2 separate regions of the Mus musculus genome follow, and region 2 is linked to region 1. A link is a contact called in public HiChIP or PLAC-seq data. All regions are on one chromosome and are shown on one strand. Each heading gives the region's core, a stretch centred on a gene start, on an enhancer-like site or on the middle of the called end of the contact. The rest is flanking DNA. Distances are from core to core; before and after follow the strand shown.

Region 1 (6,308 bases), core at 2,229-4,728:
AACAGTGGGAGTGGGGGCTGTTTCTGACTCTTTGCTTACTTGTTGGACCCTTTCCTTCTACTGGGTGGCCTCATCCAGCCTTGATGTGATGGCATGTGCCTGGTCTTATTGTAGTGTGTTACGAAGTGTTCAGTTGATCTTCCTGTGGCCTGCACTTTTCTGAGAGGAGGTGGAACAGGGAGAGGTGAGTTGGGGGGGGGTGTTGGGTGGAGATACCAGAGAGGGGAGAGAAAGGGGAATCTTCAATCAGGATGTAATATATGAGAGAATATATATATATATATATATATATATATATATATGTATATATATATATATATATATATATATATATATATATATGATTTCAGTGATTTCAGTGTTCAAATATTCCCAGTGCACATAGCTGTCCCCAATTCATGGGCACTAAAGCTGCTGATAGTCCCTTGCTTTATAGTGACCATGCTCCCAGCCCCTTTGCACATGAATACTATTCCTGTAGAAATGCACATGGAGATAGAAGTAGGTTAAAGGGCTTTCTGCCATTTAGGTGACAGCCTTCCAAAGCCCCGTGTGTTAAATATTTGTTCCCCAGTCTGGCAGGGTGAGGAGGTGGGGTTCAGAGGGAGGGAGTTAGATTATTAGAGGTGTGTCCTTCGAAGTGGGCTGCAAGTCCCCTGGTGATCAGCTTCTTCTGCAGTGTACTCCTGCCTCGGTGTCCTGTTTCAGCAGAGGTCAGGACCAAGGTCAACTGACCAGTGGACTGGAACCTCAGAGACTGAGCCTAAATAAACATCCCTTCTAAGAAGCTCTTTTTACAGATATTTGTTAAAAAAAGCTGAGGAATGCAAAATAATGGGCATGTGTGGTTTTAATAAGAGTGGTTGGATTTTCTTCCATAGATGTTGTGCACTTTATACTCCTGTGGCTTGTGAGGAGGTCTGCCAGCTTTCCCTTGACTTCTGGAACATACTGTGCTATTGACTCTGGAGTCTCTGACAGGTAAAAGCAATGACAGCTTAGTGTGGTTTCGGTTTTCTTTTTCTTTTTCTTTTTCTTTTGTGATGCTGGGGTGGATGCCAGGGTCTCATGTACTCTACAACGGTGTCCCATTGTGGAGCCACACTCCCAGCCCCTCGTATGTTTAATAGTTGTTTGTAAGCTGGTAGGATGGCTCAGCAATTAGAGGTGTCTGCAGCCAAGCCTGATGACCTGAATTTAATCCCCAGGATCACATGGTGGAAGGAGAGAACCAACTCCTGAAAGTTGTAATGACCTACACACACACACACACACACACACACACACACACACACTCATACACACACACACTCACATACATACACACTCAATACATACACACACTCACACACACACACTCATACACACACACTCATACACACACACTCATACACACACACACACACACACACTCATACACACACACACTCATACACACACTCACACACACTCATACACACACTCACACACACACTCATACACACACACTCATACACACACACTCATACACACACACACACTCATACACACACACACACTCATACACACACACACTCATACACACACACACACACTCACATACATACACACACTCACACACACTCATATACACACACACACTCATACACACACACTCACATACATACACACACTCACACACACACTCATACACACACACACACACTCACATACACACACACTCATACACACACACACACACTCACATACATACACACACTCACACACACACACACACACACACACACACACACACACACACACACACACTCATACACACACACCCTGAAAGGGTAATAGAAGTGCTAAGAGATTAAAAGTCGTTTGTATTTCCTTTCTTGTGAGTTGCCCATTTTATTTTTTAACTTGGGCAAGGTCCAGGTAGGGAGGTGGAGTGCTTGCTAGTGTGCACAATGTCCTGTGCCCTGCAGAGCAGACAGACACATCTGGATCTCACACTTAGCAGTCAGTGCAATGGAACAGTTTTGCATTTAGAGCTGAGCTGAACTTTTTGTCAGGGGGGTCAATAGAATATTTAAGGTGATGGACAACAAGCAAGAAGGAATGGTCAGCTCTAGGAGGAGGAAGAATGGCTCTAGGGTGGACCTATTTGGTCCCTGAGCTGCCAGAGCTGCTCTGCTATTGACTGGTGAGGTAGGGGTGGGGGGTGGGGTAATGGAGGGTGAAAGAGAGGGAGGCAGACAGGTCCCAGGCCTAGGAGGTCCTTACTAGGTCTGCCCCTGTATTCAGTTTTTCTCCAGGCCCTTCTCGGGGTCACCTCTGTCACTGTGGGCATCAGGAAGTTCTTTTCTCACCCCACTCACCCTCCTCTTCCTTTGGTGACATTCCTCTGATCTTCTGCCACCTGGCCTTCATCTCAGGCTAGGACTGAAGGAAGAGAGAGAGGAAGAGGGAGAACCAGGCCAATTGGAAGCATTTGGGGGCTGAAGTGGAGCCCCCCATTCCCTAAAACAGAGCACCCTGTGTGCCTTAAACCTGCAAGTTGCCACAAATGCATAGGGCTGAGTGAAAGGTCAAAGGTGACAATAAAGCCCAACGTTCAAGAATTTCAAGAGGTTTGTTTCTTACTGAGGGTAGCCAACTGGTTCTCATTGGGGGTATTAGAGGTTGGGGCCCTCTCCCTTCTGGACATCCCAGGCAACACAGGTATCAGAGACTCGGTGGTTATCAGGGACCGGGTGAGAAGACCTTGTGTGTGGTTATCAGGGACCGGGTGAGAAGACCTTGTGGCCAGAAGGCTTCTGGTGATTGACTGTGGGGAAGCAGGACAAGGCTTGCCCCTCAGGAAAGGCTTTCTGGGGCCACAATACCCTAGAGAGTCAAGGGATTCGGGCCGGCCGGGGCTCCGCATAGAGCGGAGCTGGCAGAGCAGGGCGCGGTCGCCGCAGCCCCTCAGCGCCGCACGCTCTCCGGAGCCCGCCAGGGGGCAGCGCGGCGTCAGGGGCAGGGTGCGGGCACCGGCAGCATCTCCTTCACCTGTTCTGCCTGCCCAGGACCAGACTGTTAAGGCTCCCCAACTGGCCGGTCCCAGCTCACTCCCAGGAACCTGTGTGCTCCTCAAGGGGCCACCGCGACTCGCGGAGCCTATCTCAGCCCGTATCCCAAGGACCCAGGTCCCAGGTGGGCTCGTCCGCTGTCCCCGCCGCTGTCCCCGCGCCGCACCCGGAGGCGCCGCGCTGGGCGCCGAAGCATCTTTGTCTGCGCTTTGCGCGGCCGCGCGGTCTTGAATCCCTTGATTCCCTAAGGTCTCTTTAGAAAGCGTTTCCACCCCGCGTGGCCGGGCGCAGGAGGAGCGGGGGCGGTCGGTGTGGCGGCGGATAGGGCGGTGCGGGTGCGGGTGCTCCCGGGCCGCGCCGCGTGCGCCCGGTAGAGGCGGCCCTGCGTGTCGTGCGCGGCGTCCGGGGCGCGCCCGCCGCTATCCAGCTTCCCGGGCTCATTAGCAGTCTCGGTGTGCGGCTCGGCGCGGGCTCACAAAGAGCTGCTGCGGCGCCCCGCTCTCGGCCTCGCCGACCCAGTCGGGGGCGGCGGCGCATCGCGCAACCCGCGCGGGCGCAGGTAAGTGGGGCCCGGGGCGCCAGAGTCTCCGCGGCAGCAGCCTGGGTTGCCCGGTTCCGCGTGGGGGGAGCCGGGGCGCAGTGGGGGGCGCGGATGCTGTGGTCCCAGCGCTCCCTTTCGGACCTTGTGGGGCTCTGGAGAGGCAGAGGGGCATCGTCGACAGAGCGGGCCACCGCTGGGACCGGGGGGTGCTACGGACCAGCGCCCCTCTCTCTCCGGACCCACCGGACCCTCCGAGCCACTGACCAGCGGCCGGGCGCGGCAGGGATCAGCTGGCCGCTAGGTTATCAGGGGCTTGCGAAGCGGCGGCGCGGGGCTACCTGGTGTGGCCAGAGGAGATGGTCACTCGTCTGGGTCCCCCTATTATTGCGTTGGGGGGGGGGTTGTCTAGAGGGGAGCTGCTTGGCACTGATTCCAAGTCCCGATGCTGGGCGGCAACTCGGGAGTTTGGGGTCGCTGCTGGGTTCGCTGCTTCCAGGCAACCGGTCTTTGATCTGTACCCCTCCCTCCCCTTTCCCTTTATAATGAGGCCCGGGGGAGAAACTCAGTTAAAAATTCCACACCCCGTATTCTCTGGGGGGATGCGGCGGGGACATGCCCCTTATCCTGGCTGCTTCCTCTTGGCAGGCAGAGCCCGGCAAGGGGACTTGGGTATGGAGGATGAAGGGGAACATTGATCCCAGCTTTTTTCAAGCCTTGTTTTCACAGGGAGCAGTATGGGCAGCAGGCCTCTATATGCCAAAGCTGTGGGTGAACTTCCCCTGAGTGCGGTAGGGATAGGAGCAGGTACCAGTGGGGCTCTGCAAGGGCTTGCCCTGGCTGTAGGCGCCTTAAATAAAGCCTACTAGTCTTAACTTAGAATTCAGTTATGGAAGACTTTTAATTCTTTAATATCTGTTTATTTGTATGTGACTTGACAGAGGCCAAACTTAAATTCGAATTTAAATAAAGCCAGCTCACTCAGGCCTTGTGCACGGTGAAGTTCTTAAACCTTGCTTGTTTTTCTTGGCCTTTCTTCATGTCTGAACTGATTTGTCCCGGTCCCCTTAGACCCCAAGACCCCTTCTTCCTTTATGGATATAGATTTGAGGAAGGATAGTGGTTTCGAAAACAAAGACCCGTAAGCTTTAAGGGTCCAAGTGAACAACTTTTTCTGAAGTACTGATCTGCAGGTGCCAAGAACCAATGGGCAGGCTCCCTTTGGGGCCCGGTCCCTCCAAAGAGGCAAGGATGGGGCTTTCCTGGACAGCAGCAATCTGAGGCAGGGGACTCAGGGCAGAGTGGCTGGGTGACTTTGTCCTGCACTCAGATTGCTGGGTGGTCATGGTGTGCTGCAGAGGGTCTCCTGAACTTTGGAGCTCTGGAACAGAGGGGTGAGTGACACAGACGAAGAACCTGCAGGGACTCCAAGCCACATGGAAGGGATTAGTGGGTCGTGGAACTGGCTATGAGCTGGAGGTACCAACACCTCTCCTTCCATGGCACCACCAAGTCCTTGTCCGCTTGTCCTTGGGACAGTCTCTGAGCTGGGTATAGCCATGTCCCCCCACCCCCAGCTTTTCTCATCTCTCGGGTGTCAGGCAGCAGTAGACTTACCCCACTGCTGCTTTTCCATGTCTGGGGTGCTGGGCCGCACTGAATCAGATGGTCTGTGAGTGGGTGTGAGCCTGAGTCTTTGTGCTGGAAGGGGCCGACATTGAGGACCATTCACTTCTGCTTGCCTTCTTCTTTCCCCTGTGAGGCAACCCCAGACCCAAGTGGTAGCTTGTTAACTAGTTGGCATAACACCCTTCTGTTTCTCTTCCTTCCTTCCTTCCTTCCTTCCTTCCTTCCTTCCTTCCTTCCTTCCTTCCTTTCTCTTTCTTTCTTTCTTTCTCTTCCTTTCTTTCTCTTCTTCTTCTTCTTCTTCTTCTTCTTCTTCTTCTTCTTCTTCTTCTTCTTCTTCTTCTTCCTCTTCCTCCTCCTCCTCCTCCTCTTCCCTCTCCCCCTCCTCCTCCTCCTCCTCCTTTTTTGAATAAAATATTAGTTTCACAGTAATAATTGGTAGGGATGGTCTGTGAAATGGAGGTGCATAAATGTCCAATTTGCCAACTGAGCTAAGAAATGCCAGATAAAAATAAAAGATAATTGTAAAAGACACCAATCACACCCCTGGAGGCTGAGAGGGAGTGTTGAAACACCTTGACTTTTCCTAGACAAAACTGAGGAACTCAGAGGAAAAAAGCATTTGATAGTAAGGCTAGCATCTACCAGGCTTTGTTTAGGTTGGGCACTGGTCACTGCGCCCTGTTGGAAAGGCAGAATGGGGGTAGGATCTACCTGACCACAGAGGAATCCTCAAGTCTTCAATTTACTGCTGCATCTTGTCTGTCCCCTGCTCTCATGAAGTTCAACAGGTGAGGGTCTCCACCGATACCACGTTCTTGACGATCCTAGGGACAGATGAGTGTGGAGGTTCTGAACAGCCTCACTGGCCTGGAGGGCCTTCCAAACCAAATGGCAGATACTTGCATATCCTGCCTGACAGCCTCCGTCCTTAGTATGGTGGCAGCCTGGGCCGTGTGCCCTCTTTTCCTGCTCCCGCCTCCTCTTCTTGCTGGTGATGAGGATTAGAGGCATGTAAGCCACTGGTGAGGAGTGGTGTGGCGGCTGGTTGGCAGGCAGGCATTTCTGACATAGGTTATACTTGGGATGCTGGCCCGGGGGCAGGGGCT
Region 2 (6,308 bases), core at 2,735-5,234, 200 kb after region 1:
GTGCCGCAAAATTGGATAAAAAGATCCAACATCGTGAGTTTTGAAAATTTCTCTAAAATAATGCATAATTGAAGGCTATACTAACTTCAATGATAATGGGATCCTGGAGGACGTTTGGACTCAATAGCTCTTCAAGTTCATCAGGGAGGAGGAATGTGAAAATAGCTAGAGGCCATTTAAAAATGAGAATAATGGAGAAAATTGACTTCTCTGGTGTTAAAAATCTCACAGCCGTGGCAATTAAAATGGCACGGGGCTAGGGGAGAACAGATAGCCTAGGCTGGAGTAGGAGAGAGCTAGGCTACACATAGGCTAGTGCACACAGCCAGTCTTAGGACTCAGGACTCAGGCTTATGAATGTGTGCACACAGCCCATCTTAGGACTCAGGACACAGGCTTATGAATGTGTACCAGTATAGCCACGCATCCACCCTGCCTCTCACCACCAGCACAGCATTGAAAATCCACATGAGTTATTCCATGACCAGTGGGGGATCTACCTTGTGTTATAGAATTTTCCCAACCGGGAGGTGAATCCAAGGACTCTGTGCATGTTTGGGGTGGAGGAGGGGAAGTACTTATACTCTAGGTTAGATGGATTGAATTTATGTTTTACTTATAGCATTTTCTTTCTTTCCTTTTTGTTAGAAAATTAATCCATTACAAAAGCGAAATGTTAATTTAGTTATAGGACCTATATACTAGATAGTTACTTCGGCATCAAATGACTTTCTCCGTGTGTCTTATAATCACAATGCAAGATTGACACTTTGGGCACAAAACATGTTCCATATCTCAAAGTGGCTATACCTGGTGGCTCATGCCTTTGATCCTAGCTGTCAGGATGCAAGGGCAGGAGGATCTGTGTGAGTTTGAGGCCGGTCTGATCTACTACAGAGCAAGTTCAGGACAGCCAACACTATCTCATAAAACAAAACAAAACAAAACAAAACAAACAAAAAAAAGAGCCAAAAAATGACTAATGAAGAGGTTGTTATCAAGAATTTAAAAGTTTCTAACAACTCATTCATGTGATAAATGTTTTTCCAGAATTTATAGAGACTTTATTTTTAAAGTACCAGCTCCTTTATCAACTACTTTGCCAGTGAGTCTCAAACACCTAATTCTGAAACAGTACTGGAAATAACCAGTGAATTTTTCAGACTTCCCTTGAGTTTCAAGAAGCTGTAGCTATAAACTACAGTCATAAAGTCCAAAATAAAATTATCCCATTAATCTTTTCAGTATCTTAAAAGTATCGGTGGAGATAAATTATGAACTTTAAAAATCTAAACTTTAAGCTGGGCAGTGGTGGCACATGCCTTTAATCCCATCACTCGAGGCAGAGGCAGAGGCAGAGGCAGAGAGGCAGAGAGGCAGAGAGGCAGAGAGGCAGAGAGGCAGAGAGGCAGAGAGGCAGAGAGGCAGAGAGGCAGAGAGGCAGAGAGGCAGAGAGGCAGAGAGGCAGAGAGGCAGAGAGGCACAGGCACAGATGTCTATGAATTTGAAGCCAGGCTGGTCTACAGAGGGAGTTCCAGGATGGCCAGGGCTACATAGAAAAACTCTGTCTCAAAAACTAAAAGCAAAAAACAAAACAAAACTATATATAATTTGATATATCTCATATCAGATACTATATATAAGTGCAACTGTATCAGGATGTGTCCTCATAGTAAGTCCAGGACTGTCCAGGGCTGTCTTTATGTGGTGTGTTGGGGTCAACAGCTGTCACAGTGTATGCTGTCAAAATATAGCAATGTGGTTTTGTTCACATAGCAAGTGGCACATGTCTTAGGTTGGCCATGGTCTAATGTGAGGCTCTCTCTGCCTTCCTTTCCACAGTGGCTGCTTCCAGGTAACAATGGCTGTGTGAGCGTCTGCCATGGCCCACCGCAAGCGTCAGAGCACTGCAAGCAGCATGCTGGACCACAGGGCCAGGCCAGGTCCTATCCCCCATGACCAGGAGCCTGAGAGTGAGGACACAGAACTGCCTCTGGAGAGCTATGTACCCACAGGCCTGGAGCTGGGCACTCTGAGGCCAGAGAGCCCCACGCCCGAGGAACAGGAGTGCCACAACCATAGTCCTGATGGGGACTCCAGCTCTGACTATGTGAACAACACATCTGAGGAGGAGGACTATGACGAGGGCCTCCCTGAGGAGGAGGAGGGTGTCACCTACTACATCCGCTACTGTCCTGAGGATGACAGCTACCTGGAGGGCATGGACTGTAATGGGGAGGAATACATAGCACACGGTGCACATCCCGTGGACACCGATGAGTGTCAGGAGGCGGTGGAGGACTGGACGGACTCAGTGGGCCCTCATACTCATAGCCACGGGGCTGAAAACAGCCAGGAGTACCCAGATGGCCACCTGCCTATCCCAGAGGATGACCCTACTGTCCTGGAGGTCCATGACCAGGAAGAAGATGGCCACTACTGTTCCAGCAAGGAGAGCTACCAGGACTATTACCCCCCAGAGACCAATGGGAACACAGGTGGCGCCTCCCCCTATCGCATGAGGCGTGGGGATGGGGACCTAGAGGAGCAGGAGGAAGACATCGACCAGATAGTGGCTGAGATCAAGATGAGCCTGAGCATGACCAGTATTACCAGTGCCAGCGAGGCCAGCCCTGAGCACATGCCGGAGCTGGATCCCGGGGATTCCACTGAGGCCTGTCCACCCAGTGACACTGGCCATGGACCCGGTAGGCAAGAAGCAAGGCCCAAGTCGCTGAACCTTCCCCCTGAGGTTAAGCACCCTGGAGACCTCCAGAGAGGACTCAAGACCAAGACCAGGACCCCAGAGGAGAGGCCAAAGTGGCCCCAAGAGCAGGTATGCCTTAACTACCTCCAGGGAAGGGGTGGCCCTAGAGAGTATGATATCACCCAGTAGGTAGTGAAGCCCATGGTGGGGGTGGGGGTGATGACAGGTGGAGGGGTGGGGTGGGGTAGGGGGAGCTAGCAACTATCCAGTTGACACTGTGAATTAAGTTAATTGTTCAGTAACTGTGATGATCAAGGAATGTCTTGTCACCTTAAGGAATCCATCCCTTAAATTCAGGAACCCATACCACCAAAGGGCTGATTGGCAGCTCTGATCTCCTAGGAAATGCCCTGAACCCAGGCTGTATTCCACTGCCTGACTCAGCTCACGATAGGAGAGGATCCATGCTACTCTTCTGATTCCCTGAGGTGGCCTCCTCAGGCCATCAGGACCCTGGTCAGGATGGCAGTAAAGGGATGCAGGCATTCACATACTTCCCTACCTCACAGTGCCCATTGCAACGTCTCCAAAGCCATCTTGACCCCATGGGCGCTTAGTTGTGAGAAACTACTGTCTTGGAAAAAGAAATCACTATTTCGAAATGTGACCAAGTCATAGAGAAGAAGTGCATACTAACACGAGGGATAGAACCACAATCATTCTTTATTTCAGTTACATCAAAGCAAGTATGTAGTCTAATAAACACATCTGAAAAACCACCATCCCACCCCACCCCCACACAAAACAGAAAAAGAAATCACTGTGAGCGTGTACAGGGAGATGTAATTACTGGATTTGTATAAAGGACTTCTCTTTGGCCCATTATATGGACAGCTTTCCTGGTTTGTAAAGCCTTAATTATTTTCCCCCAGAAGATTTCATGAGTTTGAATATTTATTCAATACATACTGAATTGAACACACACACACACACACACACACACAGGGGTGAAAGCTGGTGCTTGGAATGTAAATCACGTTGATTTGCTATGGGATTCGCCACACATTTCGGTGCCTTTTATTCTCATTGAGTTAGTAATTGCCAGCTGACTTCACTTTTGGGGTGCCCTGTCATCGACAGCAGTTCTGCCTTCATGGGGAGGGGCATACTGTGAGGCATAAACTCTATTGTACTCGTAAATGTTGGAGGCAGGGGCTTGGGACTCTGGTCTGGGCTTCAGGCCAAAATACCCACATTTTTATTCATTCGTTTTCAGAACACGAGCTTCTCCCCAACAACAGCGATGGCACTGCAGGAATGGGCGTGGGTCGTAGATCATGTGACACACTGTGCTTTGTTGTAATAAGTGGCCTCCCCATCAAAGGTCCGTCAGGAAAAAAATTATCTTGGAACCTGGTACGGAGTTAGAACACCTGGGTGCTGTTCTGTTGTGTTTCACTTTCCTTCATGATAACCAGATGAATGAATGAAGGTGAATAGAATTCCATAGACCTTTGGATTAGAGTGCTTGGGGCACGCGCATACATGTGCGCGCGTGTGCGTGTGTGTGTGCGTGTGCGTGTGTGTGTGTGTGTGTGTGTGAATGCAAATGGTTAAATAAATGAGTGTTGGTGGCAGGTGGAACTGGGGGACGTCTCAAGCCATCATGGGAGACAAAAATGAAATCTGTTCTTTCAGAGAAAGGTGTTGAATGGAAAAGCAGGTACTTCAATCTCTCAGCCCACGGTGTCCTTAAAGCAATGTTCTTAGCCAAGACATTGGAAAAACTTCTGAGAGCCAGTTAATGATTATATTCGGTTCTTTTGTTGTTTTGTTATTATTGCTTTTGTAGTCATGCATTCATTAGTTTGTCTGTCCATCCATGGACTAATCCTGTCCAGAGAGAGCCTAGAGGACCTAGCTCCAGACTGCCCAGGCCCCCAGGAATGAACGAGCTGTGTGCTCCTCTGGAAGGCTCTGTTGGGTCTTGCCATGCAGATGAGTTGTATATCCTGTTGTCCCGAGTTGCTCATCTCACACTAGGAATTCTGAATTTGGGCCATTAACATCCACTGGTGAATAAATTGAGCCATAAATATCCACTGGAATCACCTTGGAAACCAGATTCTCTAGAAAATGCACAGCGCTGGATACTTCGAAGGTGCTTCATTTGAAATCACAGCTGTGTTCCTAAAAGGAATCTTACTCCCCTGGGGACAGACAAGCTGTGCCAGGAACAATCAAAAGCCTGGTCTAGGACAGAGAGTCAGAGTCAGAGTGTCTGAGGCCCCTACCCAGTTCCTGGAGCCCCATCTGTGTGTTTAGTGCGGCACTGCCTAGAACCAATGTTACAGCAGAAATGAATCAGGAGGCAGGGGGTTGCGGGGGTGGGTTGGAGCAACCACCCTGGCCTCCTGGTAGACTTTCTCTGTAAAACTTGCCCTTGGCCTATAACATGGGCCCAACAGGGGGCACCCCAGAACTACCTGTTTGCAATTCAACAAGATGGCACATTCAAATCGGAGAAGCATTGCTGTGGAAGTCCAACTGGAGGGACATGGTAGCATCCCTTATCTCTCCCCTACTTGTTTTAAAGCTTAAAAATTATAGTCAGTGTTAGTTTTTGAAGTATGGTTTGAGTGTCTCTAATCTGAAATAGAGTCCTAAATACTCTAAAGCTGGTTTCTTGAGTGCTGACATAAGGCTATAGCAGAAACTATCACACCACCACCCTGAGACAGGCCACGATCAAAGCACAAGTGTGTTAGGTTACCCCCCAACCCCCGCTTTTCATTAGAAAACATACATGAATTCTCATGTTACAGTCTCATCCCAAATCTGAACCCAGGGATTCTCTCAGTCATTTTGTGCAGGATGTTTAGGCTGTCCTGAGGAACATCCTTCGGCCACTGTAAGTACATGGTATACATGTGAGACATGCACTTCCCACAGGACCACTACGCAGCATAAAGACCTGTCTTCGTGTGCTCTGTGTTCCCTGAAGACCCCAGGACTGAACATAGAGCACACAGCTATCATTACGGCACAGATGGTGGGTGGCCTTTTCTCCCATATGTGAGACTGGCACAGACATCTTTTTACATACGAATGGTGTTTTCTGTCTTTTGTACTTCTTGAGGGCCAGGGCCTGAGTGATACATGTTGTTGTAAAAGGGTCTGTGTTGACCCTTTTACATTCCCGCACCACTAACTTGCCTACTGTGTTCTCTTGGCCATGAGGTATGGTCCCACGTCTTATCTCTGTCTTGGATTTTTTTTCCTTTCCTATTTCATAGACTGCTTCATGCATTTTGCTACATGTTTCCTTTAGCCTGTTTTCCTTTGGACTGGGACTGTTCCATTCTCACCGTCTCCATAGTTATTAAGACACAGGTGACCCATCAGCTGTCAGTCTACCTCTTTGGGGCACAGAAGGAGTCAGTCAGATGATTCCTTCCCACACATGGAGGATGAATTTATAATAGACACTGCTTTAGTCTGGCCTCTGTAGAAAGCAAGTTGCTCATTGTGACAGTAAGTGGAGTGTATGACCTGTAGCATCTGCCTGTGCTTTGGATTGCTGTGCGTGCTCAGAAGGCTC

The links. HiChIP or PLAC-seq counts read pairs in DNA pulled down with a chosen protein or histone mark.
Region 2: a contact with region 1 is called in an H3K4me3 HiChIP or PLAC-seq map of embryonic basal ganglia, with 4 times the contacts expected there. The contact joins the enhancer-like site here to the promoter of Apba2 in region 1. A contact is called at or near these places in 8 of 39 promoter capture datasets (the 3T3-L1 cell line, cranial neural crest, embryonic stem cells and 4 more), 2 of 484 Hi-C or Micro-C datasets (cortical neurons and nephron progenitors) and 14 of 115 datasets of contacts at active chromatin or transcription factors (SST interneurons, differentiating embryonic stem cells, double positive thymocytes and 9 more).

Annotation. Positions count from the first base shown.
Region 1 is chr7:64,498,660-64,504,967 of GRCm38.p6, forward strand. It overlaps Apba2 (amyloid beta (A4) precursor protein-binding, family A, member 2), which reads left to right and starts at 3,479. Exons shown (of 15, transcript NM_001291166.1): 1 at 3,479-3,594.
Region 2 is chr7:64,693,182-64,699,489 of GRCm38.p6, forward strand. It overlaps Apba2 (amyloid beta (A4) precursor protein-binding, family A, member 2), which reads left to right. Exons shown (of 15, transcript NM_001291166.1): 4 at 1,843-2,836. The coding sequence starts at 1,883. Among named protein-coding and RNA genes, the nearest start is that of Nsmce3, 180 kb to the right of the region's middle. Within about 2 kb of position 3,985, at least 30 of the 459 cell types and tissues checked have an H3K27ac peak or open chromatin away from gene starts, as enhancers often do. A contact at or near this core is called in cortical neurons, embryonic basal ganglia, neural progenitor cells and 1 more, where this site is marked.